Linked DNA regions of Mus musculus: region 1 is linked to region 2. A link is a contact called in public HiChIP or PLAC-seq data. All regions are on one chromosome and are shown on one strand. The core of a region is the stretch at or near the end of the contact, and the rest is flanking DNA. Distances in the headings are between cores, read along the strand shown. Region 1 overlaps Pebp4 (phosphatidylethanolamine binding protein 4). Region 2 holds the start of Sorbs3 (sorbin and SH3 domain containing 3).

Region 1 (6,244 bases), core at 19-2,518, 300 kb before region 2:
GCACAAAAGAGGCTGGTTATCACAGTGGTTAGTTGTGGCTGAGTGCTGGAGTCTAGCTGGGTTTAAACATGCAATCCAGAGACCTGAACAGTGGCTGTAGGTGTTTCTGCGTTTAGAATATGTGATTGTCACCAAGCCTTTATAATTTAATTTTGTTTTTCCTTTCTGGTTGCATGGTGCAGTTCCTGCATTCAGTGATACCCACTTCCATATTTACCACCCTAAGCATCTTCCTAGGTTTACAAACAGCCATCCCCTAGGGTAGCATAATGCCCCCAGCCAACAATGCCCAGAGAAAGGAACCCAAGATCTGATGGTAGGAGATGTGTTTATTTGCCCCATGGCTTGCTGAGTGGGGGACAGTAGTAATCAGGTGTGCTGACATTGCCCTTCCTTTGGTCATTCAGCGGGGGACCTTGAGACAAGCAAGACGTCCTGGACATGCTCAAGTGGTCTTATTCAGGGGACTCCAGGCAGGTACCCTATTGGGTGACAGGCATCACCATGGCCTATACTCCCTAGGCATCCTAACCAGCTAGGTGCCTCTGTTGCTCCTGCACAGAGACTCTTTACGCCCACCCAGGACCTCGTAGTGGCCGGACTGCACTCCCACAGCGAGCGTGCGGGTCTTCAGGGCACCTCCACTTTTGCCCCTTTTGTCCCGAAGGGTGTGTCCTTTTGCCCACCTGGTTGGTGGGGAGAGTTGCGTCTCCTGTCATCTCTGCTTGCCCTGCAGGCTGGCAGGAGGGGCATGGTTGGAACCGAGTCCTCAGCTGCCTGTTTGCACTGGCAGTATCCCCTCCTGGGCTTCTCCCAGCATTACACCGGTGGGAGGCAGGGAGGGCACCACACTCTTAGTAAGCCGAGGAATCCCCTCCTGGTGGCTGTGAAGGGGATCAGAAGGGGGCGAGGCTCTCCAGTGGCTGCCTTTTAGTTTTCCAGGGAGGCGCCATCCTCTCAGCTCAGTGGTGGAGATGGAGGTGCTCACCAATCTGTTCTGGGGACAGCGCATCTCTTCTCCCCACCCTGCCCTTGACGGTGTGTGTGGAGAGCCCAGGTCCCTTGGCAACCAGTCACCCCAGCCTTCCCTGTGAGAGGACCTGAGGTGATTCTCCTCCCAGCTGCTTGTGCCTCTTGCCTGGCTGCCCTAAGCAAGTTGCTTTGTCATTTTGCAAAAACACCTTCCACCCTCCCCACCCCGCCCCCTAGTCTGTTTCAGAAATGGCATTGACTCAGACCTGAGTCACAAGAGAATGTGGGCCCTGGCCCTCTCCTAAGGTTCTGCCCTAGCTGCGGCCAGCTCTCCACCCACGTCCCCGAAGCCTGCTGGACTCACAAGCTACCTCTTGGCTATCTAGCCCGATGGACGGGCTACCCTCAACCGCCTTTCCACCTCCCAGGGCCAGCTCTTCCCTGACTCCCCTAACCTTCCATCCCAAGTGCTGCAAAGGCCGAGAGTCTCTAACTCCTGTGGGCTACAGTCTTTTTCTCTGTCCCTTGTCCCCACCCCAACCCCCCTCCCCCCACCCCCACCCCCAGGCAGGACACCTGCCTCTGGCTTTCCCAAAGAGAAGACAGGTGTCTGGGGTCAGTGCAGGAGCCTGGTGCTCAGGAAAGGACACACAGTATCTCCAGGTGGATGACCAGTATGCATTGCCCCTCGGGACCTTGGGCCAGCCACCTCCTCCTCTGACTACCCTTCCTTCACCCCTCCCACCCCTCCCCAGCTCTGGGTTAGAAGGTGCCACACGACTCTATTTTTAGTCCCACCAGGCTGCCTGCTAGGAGCAGTCTCCATCTGCAGCACTCAGAGCCCTTCGCAAATGCTAATGAATGGGAGTGCTTCCTCCCAGTGACAGAACTTGAGCAGGTACTTCACCCTCCCCAGCTATGTTGTAGCAGGGGAAACTGAGGCACGGGGTTAGGGTTTGGAGATGTGATCCAGGCATTCACCCAGAAAAACCTTAAGTTTCCTACACCTTTTGTGGCTTCAGCCTTTAGGTCTTGAGTTACATTCACAGGCTGGGCAGTACATATGCTCAAAGACCAATCAAACTCCTAGGACAGATGAGCCCAGAAACTGATCATCTCCACTCCATCTGCAGTCCCTCGCTGGGGGTTCAGTGATGTTTATGGTCTGCTCATAATCCCATTTGGCTTCCTGGAGGAGATGAGGCCCGCCCACCCGAGTCCAGGCTGTCTTTGAGAGGAAGAGTGTTAAGCAGGAGGCAGAGGCAGAGGGCACGAGGTCAGTCCTTACACAAAAGGAGTCGCTGCTGCTGAAAATGTGCTTTGTGTGGAGATGGGGGGCAAGGACATCAGCCTGGGTGGGCTGGCATGGGCTAGCTGAAGTGGGTTTGATAATCATGGTGGTGGCTGTCAGGAGGATGTTATTGGTAGGTTAAGAGGCTCCTGCAGTAATGTAGGCAGATGATAACTACGCAGGGCAGGCATCCCGGAGAGAAGCCACAGAGAAGACAAGTGTTTCGAGAACCCTCTCTCTGACAGTCACTTAGCCAGGGCTGCTGGTGGCACAGCCCCCTTTACCCTGTGGCCTGCTATCAGGCAGGCATTTCCCTAGGACCTCAGGCAGGCCTCCTCACACAGGTGGAAGGAATTGCCTTTCCTTTCTGAGCTGGATGCCTTGGAGTTCCAGGGAGGTAGGTGCCCCGCCTGCCTTCCGGCTCTGCCATGGCAACCAGAGGCCAGGCACGTCTTGTGAGTTTCTGAATGCTTGTTGAATGAATGGTGGTTTGATCAGAGGAGCATAAACAAAGGGATAGGAAATCCTCCCTGCACTGAGAGCAGAGGGGTGCCGAGTGGGATGGTAGGATGGATCACAAGTTTGGAAAGGAAGCTAGCAGGGCACCCTGGCCGGCCTTCATGGCCTATTCTGTGGATGTGGAAATGCAGCTTGCCAGGAAATAACCTTACTGGTTATCAGGGTCCCTACCTGCAAACCCCAAATTCAGAGCTGTTCTTTGAGTACTCAGTATAGATCCTTATTGAAGAAGGCTGTACAGACAGCAGACTTGGGTGTCAGCTCCTTAAAATGCCCAGAAAGAAGGGCACAAGGACACAGGGCACCTCCATGCCACAGCTCCATTTCCGGATGTCAGGGGTGCCGAGTGATGATCCTCTTTGTTTTTCCAGTCACGACGGCAGCATCCTGCCTGGAGATTTCAGGCCTTCTTGTCCTGTGGATAGTTTTCTCTCGTCATCTGTCCAGGGTCAAATATTGTGAGAATTCTTAACCAATGTCTTCTTTCCTCCTCCCATGACAACCTAAAATTCAATTCCACCCCAGTCCACCTGCAGAGCATGCGTGAGGGGTTATTTGCAGGAGCTTGGTCGACCTCAAAGCAGCCACACTGTTAAAGTCTTCAACCAGCATGAATGGTGGCTTCTCCTCGGTCACATAAGAGAGAGCCTTCTTGAGTTAGCTTTCTCTAACTTAAATACTCTCGGACCTCCACAACCAGAGCCGAGTGTAATTAGGGAAAAATTGCACCCACACGGCAAGGAAGATTGGCTCAGGGTTGGGCTCCCATACCCACCCATCTGCTTTTAGGCAGGAGTGACCAGTATGCTCCTGACAGTCTCCTGCAAATGGACTCAGCTGATCTGATTGAGACGTGGATGTTTTGCTTGGAGGTTCTTCAGGGAAAGATGAGGTCAGGCAGGCTCAGATCCTGGTTTCATTACCCACCTTTGGAACCCTTGGTTTTTCCATCTGTATATTGGGTATGCACTAGAGTCCATGGGGAACATAAGGTGGCAGATACCTCTTTAAGCACTTAGCCCATAGCCAGCCTTAGAATAAATGTTAACTTGGCCATGCTATCTGTAAGCAACGGTGCAGAGAAGACTTCCGAACTAGACGACTCAGTGGGCAGAAAGAAAGATTTATTGGGGATCAAACATCCAAGGCCATCTCTAGGGGTGGTGGTGGTGGAGGCAGGACAGAGAAGAGTAAGTCAAAAAAGGCAGGCAGCAGAGAGGGGATCTGAACTGATAGCCTGTGGGACTGATGTGCCCTTGCCTTAGGTAGCGGATGTGAGGGGAAAGGTTAAAGGAGGTTCCTGGAGGGTTAAGGGTAGTTCCTGGTAAACAGAAACTGCTTTAAGAGATCTGCTTTTCTACTGAACCTCTAGGCTTGTTCACATGACATCAAGCCTCCTGTCTACTCTGCCAGACAATTCTGTTTAGGACAATGTCACCAGCACTACCATTTTGGGGGAAAGGGAGCTTTGAACCTCACATTGTCAGAGTCATCTTACTTGTGGGCGTGACCAGCACAATTGCCCCCGAAGCCTCGATTCCTCCCCTTTAAGGCCTGGAGACTTAAGAAAGGAGCCACAGTTCTGTACTCTACCACTCTCTGGGGACAATAGCATATATTTTTCCCTTAGGACAGCCACACTTTTGTTTTTGTTTTTGAGTCAGAGTCTTATCGTGTAGCCCAGGCTAGCCTAGAACTCATAGTGCTAGTCTTAGGCTCCCAGAAATCCTCCTGCCTCGGCTTCCCAAATCCTGTGATTAGAAGAGTGAGCCACCACATCTTGTTGGAAAGCCTTCTATTTTCTTTAAAGATTTGTCTTTAATCGTGTGCCTGTGCCCAGGAGCGCCTGAGCCAGCGGAGGCCAGGGGTGTCAGATTCCTTCAGAACTGCAGGTTACTGTCAGGTGTGAGTTGCCTGCTGTGTCCTCTGCAGGAGGAGTATGTGCTGTTCGCTGCTGAGCTGTCTCTGCAGCCCTGAAGGCTGAACTTTTGGAGGGGAAGGAAATATTCCTGTAAATGACTGGTGAGAATGTTTGTTTGTTTGTTGCTGTTGGATGGGATCTCAAACTCCTGATCCAAACTGTTCTGGTACCCAGAGACCAACTCACGTGTGTGACCAGTGGGAGCTGGAACCCAGGTCCCCTACTCTTGTCCTTTTTCTGAGTAACACCGCTCAGCAGCCTCAGGCTCTGTCCCCAGCCCACACAGTTGGCCCGCCTCAAGCACTTTCTGCTCATTTCTTTCTCTTCCCCTCATTTGTGTGATGCAACCTTCAGCCTCTAACAAAACACTCGACACAATGCACTTATAAAGAAGAAAGGTTGAGTTTGGCTCCCTATTCCAGAGCTTCCAGTATAATACCAGAGGGGCCCATAGCTGTGCGTCTCTAGTGAGGGCAGATGGGGAGCTTGCTGTTTGGATAACCCTGGTTTATCCTGGTTACACAGCATCGTAACACACCAGGAGCTGGTGGTCTGTGTACCATCAGAAAAGATGGTGCTGAATAACTGGGTTCTGTAGCCTGGCCACGTTGATAGATAAAACTGACCACCACCGTTCCCTCACAGTTCAGTACCATGCTGAATAAAAACAAAAACAAAAACAAACCAAAAAACAAAACCAAAAACCTGTCTTGCCATCATTTTTAAATGATGGTCCATGGGTTGTGGAAGAAAGCCTAGGGCTGTCAAGATGTGGCTCGAAAGATAGAAAGATAGAAATGTTTGCTGCCATGCCCAGCAGTCTGAGTTCCACCTCCAGGACTCACTTGGTGGAAAGAAAAACCTATTTCTGACTTCTACCCATGTGCCACACATACATACACACACACACACACACACACACACACACACACACACACACACACACGTAAATAACTAAATGTAGCTATTTAAAAAGATAAAGTCTGCCTGCCTAGATCTTCATCCTGCCATATAATTTCCTTTGGAGATGTGGACTCAAGTATGTTTAACCTTCAGGCCTCAGCTTCACTGCTTGTGAAATGGGTGCGGTGCACTCATTTATTTTACCTGTGGCAAATACCCACATCTTGGGTTCACTGGGAGGCAGGAAGCCCTGCGTTCCCAAGGGCCCCGATTCTAATCCTAGTTAAGCACTGTTTATTTGTGTCTGCTGGGTCCAACACATTGTGCTGGTTAGGGACCCTGACAGAAGATGTGGCTTAGGTTCAAAACTGCTTACAGTTGTCTTAGTTAGGGTTTTTATTGTTGCGAAGAGGAGGCACCACAACCATGACAACTCTTATAAAAAGAAAACGCCTAACTGGGGCTGGGCTTGCAGTTCAGAGATCTATTCCATTATCAGCATGCTGGGAAGCATGAGTGCTGGAGAGATAGCTGTGACTTCCACATCTGGATCTGTAGACAGCAGGAAGAGAGGGAGACACTGGGCCTGGCTTGAGCATCTGAGACTTCAAAGCCCCACCCCCACCCCCGACCCCCCA
Region 2 (6,701 bases), core at 2,782-5,281:
ACGAGCTCTGGGTGGGAGTGGGGGAGGGGAAGCCAGGCAAGGAGGAAGATAGAGAGGCTGGCCAGGAGCAGGCCTGCAGCCTGCTGACCACCCTTCTGGGGCTCTCCGTGCCAGGATAGCCAGCTCCCCTCGAGGGAAGGCACAGGGGAACTAGGGCAGCTAACACAGAGGACCTGAGCACAGAGGACTTTGTCTCCATTCTTCTGTCATGCTTCTGCCCTGGGTAGCATCTGCGTGCACACAGGCACAAAGGCAGTCAACATCAAGGCCACCGACCTGCTGACCACTGCGAAGCAGCCAGCAGCAGTGCCCTCATCCCTACCACCAGGGCCAGGGAGAGCATGGGAGAGCATTGGCAGGCAGGCAGGGAGCCACTTCTGAGATCTAGGGAATGTGGGGCTGCCCGCTGGCCTCCTGTGCACATCAGGGCTCCAGAACACTCAGAGCCAGCGCTGGGGGAAATGGAAGGGAAAGCAGCAGATGGCAGCACCAGAGGACCTGCTTCTGCCCTGGGGGTGGTGCTGAGGTTTTTCTCCTGCACACCGACCAATGCTCCTGTACCCACAAGCTTGGCTTTGAAGGGAGGCTCCTTCCTGACTCAGAGCATCTGCCTGACAAGCCAGTCGGTTCTGCCTCACCCGGGGGTCAGCAGAAGGGAGCTCGGGGCACCTGGGAGATGGGTGAGCAAAAGGGCACACCCATAGATGAGTGCAAGAGGACAGAGCACTCATGGTTCAGGGGCACAAAGGGATTTTAGGGTCTAGAGAGCTGGGGTATAGGATCTTCAGCTCTTCATCTTTATGGCTGAATGGGGCACTAGGGGGATAGACTTACATCACCTTTTGGACTGGGCCAAATCAGGCTTGTATGTGCCTGTGGGGTTTGTGGGGGTTCCAAGAAAGGACACCAGATATCCCAGGTGGTGTCCTGTGTGTGGTAGGATATGTTCAGTGCTGTGAATGTGATGGGGTGGGGGAGGGCAGGGTGGATCATGTGAGGAGCTCGGGAATGTCAGGACTGTGTACAGCAAGGGGTCATATGGACAGCACAGGAGCTGTGGGAAGGGTACAGAGGAGGCCTGCAGGGCCTTATTTTCTGTGCTCACATCCTGCTCAGGCATGGACAAGGAGACGAGGAAGGCTAGGGTCAGTAAGTCTCTGGTCTGTATTTGTGGGGATTCCTTCTGACATCTGAGCAGCCTTTTGGGGACCCAGCCAATCCCTGACTTTGTGTGTGGGGAGGGGAGGCTGAGGTGCAGCCCACCAGCTGGATTCAATTAAAGCTCTTACCAAAAAGCTAACCATACAAACACACACCCGTTCCCGCCACCCGTTCCCGCAGCCCTCACCGCTGCTGCCTGCCGACTCTCGGACTTCCTCCAGGGGAAAGTGAAGCCAGGCAGACTGATGACCCAGGAAGCCTGGGCACACCGGCTGTGTGCTACCCCTCCCTGCCCGGCTGAGGGCTTGAGGCCAAACTGCCTTCGGCATCAGCAGTTGCACCCATCAGCTGACAGGCCTTCCTTCCCTAATGTCACTGTGTCCCACCCTCCCAGCAAATCCAGAAGTGTCCTCTCTAGGGAAAAAGGACCAGTTCTCCATCACCACCTTGTTTCAGGAGCTACTGACCCTAGGATACCTCCATCGGCTCCCCTCCCACTGAGCTCCTGGGAATACTCGAGGTTAGGATAGGGCCCCCCATGGTGGTCCTGGTTTTTCTCCCAGCAGGCTGCCTGGAGACATTTGGCAGAACCTAAGGAAGACAGAGGTCTCCTGGGGAATTGGTATCTGTCTAGCATAAAACGGACACCTCTGGTGAGTTCCCAGAATCCAGGCAGCCCCTGCATTCCAGCAGACCCCTAGAAGAATGAAGAACGTCCAGGTTTGGTGGACTCCTTCCCATCTGAGTGAGGCCTTGATGGTGGGGACGTCGTTCTCTGCCTTTCCAGGTCTTATCAAACTATAGCTCCCCACTAACAGGGTCAGGGGGTTTCAAATTCACCTTTTCTGGTTTGTACAACCTCAGAGACCAGGACACGGAGGGAGGGACTCTACGCCTTCGCTCCGGTCCACGCCAGGCTATGTCTTGCCTCCTTCCCGCCCCTTTGCATCGCTGAACCTACCTTCCCCCGGCGAGCAGGTGGGGGGGCTTGGGGCTGCCCAGGAGGGCAGGAGCATCCCAGCCCGCTTCTGCCTGGAGCAGCCGCGGCGAGCCCTCGGGGAAAGAGGGCAGGGAAAAGTGCGGGTGGTCACGGCCCTCGTGACTGGTCAGGACGCTGGGCCAGGCTCGGCGCCCAACAAGGAAGAGAGCGGCCGAGGGGGCGCGCTAGGAGGCAGGACCCTGAGATGAATGCGGCAGGAGGAGTTTGGGACTTGGATTTGAACTGTGAGCCGGGGCTATGCTGGAGTAAAGTGGAGATGCCTGCTACTCCCTCACTCACTCCCGCGAGTGCCCTCTGTCCGGCGACGCGCCACGGGAACACTGTGGCCCCTTGCCCAAGGGGCCGGGCTGTCCAGGAGGCGGTGCCGGGAGGGGCCACCGAGGGTCCCCCGGGAGCCCGCTGGGTTTCCCAGATGCCTTCCCCGGCCCCCACCGCAAAGCTGGAGTCAGAAAGGGGCGGGAGGGCTGGCGGGGGCCACTCAGAGTTTCCAGCGACATTTCCAGGGTGTGGGAAGCGAGCTGCTCCACAAGAGCCAGGACACAGGGCAGGAGTGATTAACCGAATGGTCCCTGAGTGCCAGAGCCCGGGTGGGGCCGGAATTAGATACGCAGCCCTCGGCCTTGGAGAGGCAGGAGACAGGCCCGGAGGCAGACAGGCTGGGACCGAGATAAGTCACGGTGGCCCAGGAACAAGGCAACACCCGCTTGGGGAGAGAGAGTTCATGCTTGTTAGACCTAAGCGCACTGACCAGGCGTTTGCAAACACTCGTGTACTGGCAAACGTGAGGATGCTCACACACACGTGCAAAGTTTGGGGGAGGGAATCGACCGGCTCCCTGGACGTGCCACAGCATTGAAGAGGATAAGGGTGGGGCCCTTTGGGCGGGGATGAGGTTAAGAGGGTCTTGGTGTTCCCATTCACCGTATTTGTTTTGATCCTGCTTTTCCGCTGTTCCTACAGTGCTGACTGCTGACGCAGATCTGAAGGACACCGCCCACTGGCTCCCCATTCTCTCTGGCCCTCCCTCCTCCCCTCCTCGTCCAGTCTTCTGCTGGTAGGTGCCAGGGCAAATGTTTACTGACAATGGAAACCCTGGAGTACTCCTAGCCTAGGATTCACTGCGAACCCAAGTCCCCAACAAATCAACCGGTAAAAAAAACGGTTTCTGGTCCACTGCTGAGTATGGTAAATGACACCTACTGCCTTTTAATTGGTGCCTGAGCCACCTGGAGTTAGTGTTTCCCAGGACATCACAGCCCCTAGCACGCTCACCTCTTATTAGCTTCACATTTTCCCAGTTGTGGGGGAAGAACTGTTTGTGGTGCCCGCAAACAAAACCCACCCCCACCTCCCGGGAAACTTAGGTCAAGGACAGCTCAAGAGATGAGCGTGCCAGAGCTCCCATGAGTGGGGAGTCTTCAGGAAGCAGTTTCATAGGCTTCCAGAGATGTAAACCTGCTAACAGGGCTCTGATTCGCATACGTGAGGTGTTTTTAACGGATGTAGGTATTACACAGTACACGGTGTTTGTGGGAGGGGCGGAGGTAGGAAAGCTGAAGGGAGAGAGATGGAGGAGTGGAGGAGCTCTGAGACCCTCTTTGAGGTCAGGCAGCTGTACACAGCCTCTCTGCCACTTGATTATCCACCCATTCCAGGGAAGCAGCCTCCCCCTCCCCCAGGGGATTAAAAGTACTACCCATGTCCCTCTTTAAAGTTTTCCCACCTGTTAGGGTCCTTGGGACTAAGAAGGGCTACATCACTTTCATTGTCTTCTTTGTTGTTCAAAGACGAAGCTGAAGATCTTCCCACTCCAAGAATCCTGGCCATCCCCCTTCACCAGCAGTGAACTTCTTAGGCTCTAAGGCTCTGACCTGGACTCCAAGATAAATATTTAATGTAGAGGGTGCCGCTGAGCTGCCGAAGGTCCCAACTTCCTGTTTCTCACAAGAGAAGGCACAGTGTGGGCAAGGGAGCTGAGGACTGGCTACCAGTCCCATCTCTATGGGGATGGGGAGTCTAGTAAACAGTCTTGGAGGATGTAGGTTGGGAGGAACGGGGAGGGTGGCAATGGAGGGCTGAACTGCTGCAGCTCTGCTTTGTCAGTCAGGCCGGGGCTGGCTCGCCACCTCTCAGGTTGGAGCTCACTGTGTTCACAAGTATTCGGATGGCTTTACAAAACACGGAGGCACGAGGCGCTAGGACCGCAGGGCAGGTAAGTCCAAGGAAACTTAAATAATCTCCTGCCCTCTTTTCTGCCCAGATTTAGGGAGAATTCTTCCTCTTTTAAGAAGATTAGGGAGAAAAATGTAGCAAGAATTCAGAGACTGGACTTAGAGAGCCAGGTGTCTGGTTTCCTGACCCCTCCCCCTAGCTGTAGCTGGCTGCTGCCTGCCTGCCTCACCCTGAGTAGCTTCCAGTGGCACATTAGAGCCAGGTAACATTGTCCCAGATAGTGCAGCCCTGGTCAGTATGCCATGCTCTGTCTCCTGCACACCCTTCTGCTCAAGAGGGACCTCCTTCCCTAGTAGTCGGCTGCCTGCACCCCTCCAGCATGGCCTTGGGTCAAGGACTGCCATGGTTGCCACAGCCACCTGAGCCCATGTAAACACAGTTACGTAACTGCTCTGTTTTTTCTAGCTATCTGATCCCAGTCACCAGGAGCCCCACCCAGCCCCAGGCAGCCAATTCTGTCCTATGCACATTCCCCCACCCCTCAGCCCCATAGTCCTCTTGTCCTCCGCCACCAACTCAAAGTACCATTAGTCAAGTGACTACCAATTAGTCTCAATCACAATTAGTGTCCAGGACAGTCTAGCATTTGGATGAGACACTGACATCTCTGCTGCAGGCCTGACCTTCCTGTTCGGTAGAAAGGCACCGGCTAGTTCCTTCCCTAGGACAAACTTCAGTACATTCTTGAGGTAGGCTTTCATGTCCTTTTTGGTTTGTGCTCTTAGAAGAGTGTTCTCTTTCTACAGATCAGAAGGGAGTAGCCAAGAACACACGGACTCTTCTAGAGTCCGTAACCAACCCAGCAGTGAGGAGCTGAAGCCAAGTCACCATAGATATACTAGCACAGATCTCGACTCTGTTTCATCCCTGGGGCCATCTCCTGATTCCAGGTCTGGCAGTACTGCCAACTAAGCTCTATCAATGGGCCCACCTATGCCAATCACTCATGAGAACAGGGGCAAGCAAGGGAGGGAAGTGAAATGACCCACTTTGGGGCTCCAAGGGCCCTCTTACACACTGGTCTATCTGGAAGTCTGAGGTTTTTTTTTGGGGGGGGGGAGGGGGTTAGTCACTGCAAAGTGAAGGAACTCTAAGGGAAGCAACAACAATAAAAAAACACAGGGCAGGTCAAGGCAGGTCAATGTCAGACCTGGAAGCAAGGACAGGTATGTAAAACCCCACAAGAACAAGAGCCTGGAGATTTCAGGCCTGCTTTGAGCAAATATTTTCATAGCACACATATCATGGGCATCTCATGTTTCCTGGCATCTAAACCCCAAAGGCAGTGAAAAGAATCAGTTCCTGCCCAGTTTATCCAGTCTGTCCTCCAGGAGGCCTGGACACTGACTGACATCACATCCACCATGCGTCCCTTTTCGTGGATAAACAAACAGATGCCATGGCCAGACAGGAATGCCTGAGAAGGACCAACCTAGACAGGCTTCCTTTGGTTCTTACAAAAGGATGGAAGGAGCAAGTAGGTGACAGGTCTCGAGAAAGCAGACTTTGCAGAGTGATGCCCTCAGAGGGAATGGAAGTCAAGTCAGCCACAGACAAGGGCAAAGAACCAGGGCCTGGAAAATTGGGTCGGCCTCAGCCTTCCATCCCAGCTCAGGGAAACTGAGATAAGGGAGTCAGAGAGCTGACTGGCCGGCCAGAGGGTACCATGATAGAGTGCTGCTATCCAAACAAAGGCTAGCCTGTCTTCTGGCCTCCTTGAGTTCTATGATAAACTGTCTGTCTCCACTGTATTAGCAGTAAGACTCAATTTACCTCTAAGTGACCAATGCACTATCAAGAGTAAGCTTTGCAAATAAAATCTTAAGAGTTGTGATCTTTTAAAAAGTGAAGAGGAGGAAGCAGAAGAGGAGGAAGAGGAGGAGGAGGAGGAAGAGGAGGAAGAGGAGGAGGAGGAGGAAGAGGAGGAGGAGGAAGAAGAAGAAGAAGAAGAAGAAGAAGAAGAAGAAGAAGAAGAAGAAGAAGAAGAAGAGGAGGAGGAGGAGGAGGAGGAGGAGGAGGAGGAGGAAGGAGTGAAGCCATCTAATTACCCAGAGCAGACAACAAAGTAGGGATTAGATCTCAATCTAGCAGGGGTCAGTGTGACTCAGTGTCTCATCCTTCTTTCCTAGGCTCTGAAACAGCTTCCCACGACTCTGTAAATAAGGGCAAACATTACCTCATCTCACTGGGGCTTTAGCTAAGGGATAAGGCCACTGTTAACTCAGGATGTCACTGGGGTAACAACATAAAATGCTCACTTGGCTTTTGTGCAGTTAAAAAATCCGGGCTCATTTTTCTGGTCTTAAAA

What was found. HiChIP or PLAC-seq counts read pairs in DNA pulled down with a chosen protein or histone mark.
Region 1: a contact with region 2 is called in a FOXA1 HiChIP or PLAC-seq map of pancreatic cancer cells. The contact joins the enhancer-like site here to the promoter of Sorbs3 in region 2. A contact is called at or near these places in 6 of 39 promoter capture datasets (the C10 cell line, the HPC-7 cell line, cranial neural crest and 2 more), 1 of 115 datasets of contacts at active chromatin or transcription factors (pancreatic cancer cells) and 3 of 9 other capture datasets (adipose tissue, embryonic stem cells and liver).

What each region holds. Positions count from the first base shown.
Region 1 is chr14:69,910,688-69,916,931 of GRCm38.p6, forward strand. All of the region lies in intron 3 of Pebp4 (phosphatidylethanolamine binding protein 4), which reads left to right. Among named protein-coding and RNA genes, the nearest start is that of Pebp4, 73 kb to the left of the region's middle. Within about 2 kb of position 1,269, at least 61 of the 459 cell types and tissues checked have an H3K27ac peak or open chromatin away from gene starts, as enhancers often do. A contact at or near this core is called in pancreatic cancer cells, where this site is marked.
Region 2 is chr14:70,203,640-70,210,340 of GRCm38.p6, forward strand. Sorbs3 (sorbin and SH3 domain containing 3) reads right to left here and starts at 4,032. Exons shown (of 21, transcript NM_011366.3): 1 at 3,885-4,032. The coding sequence starts at 3,988. Gm26908 (a long non-coding RNA gene) reads left to right here. Exons shown (of 5, transcript XR_874791.3): 2 at 1,725-3,215; 3 at 3,949-4,373; 4 at 5,140-5,283.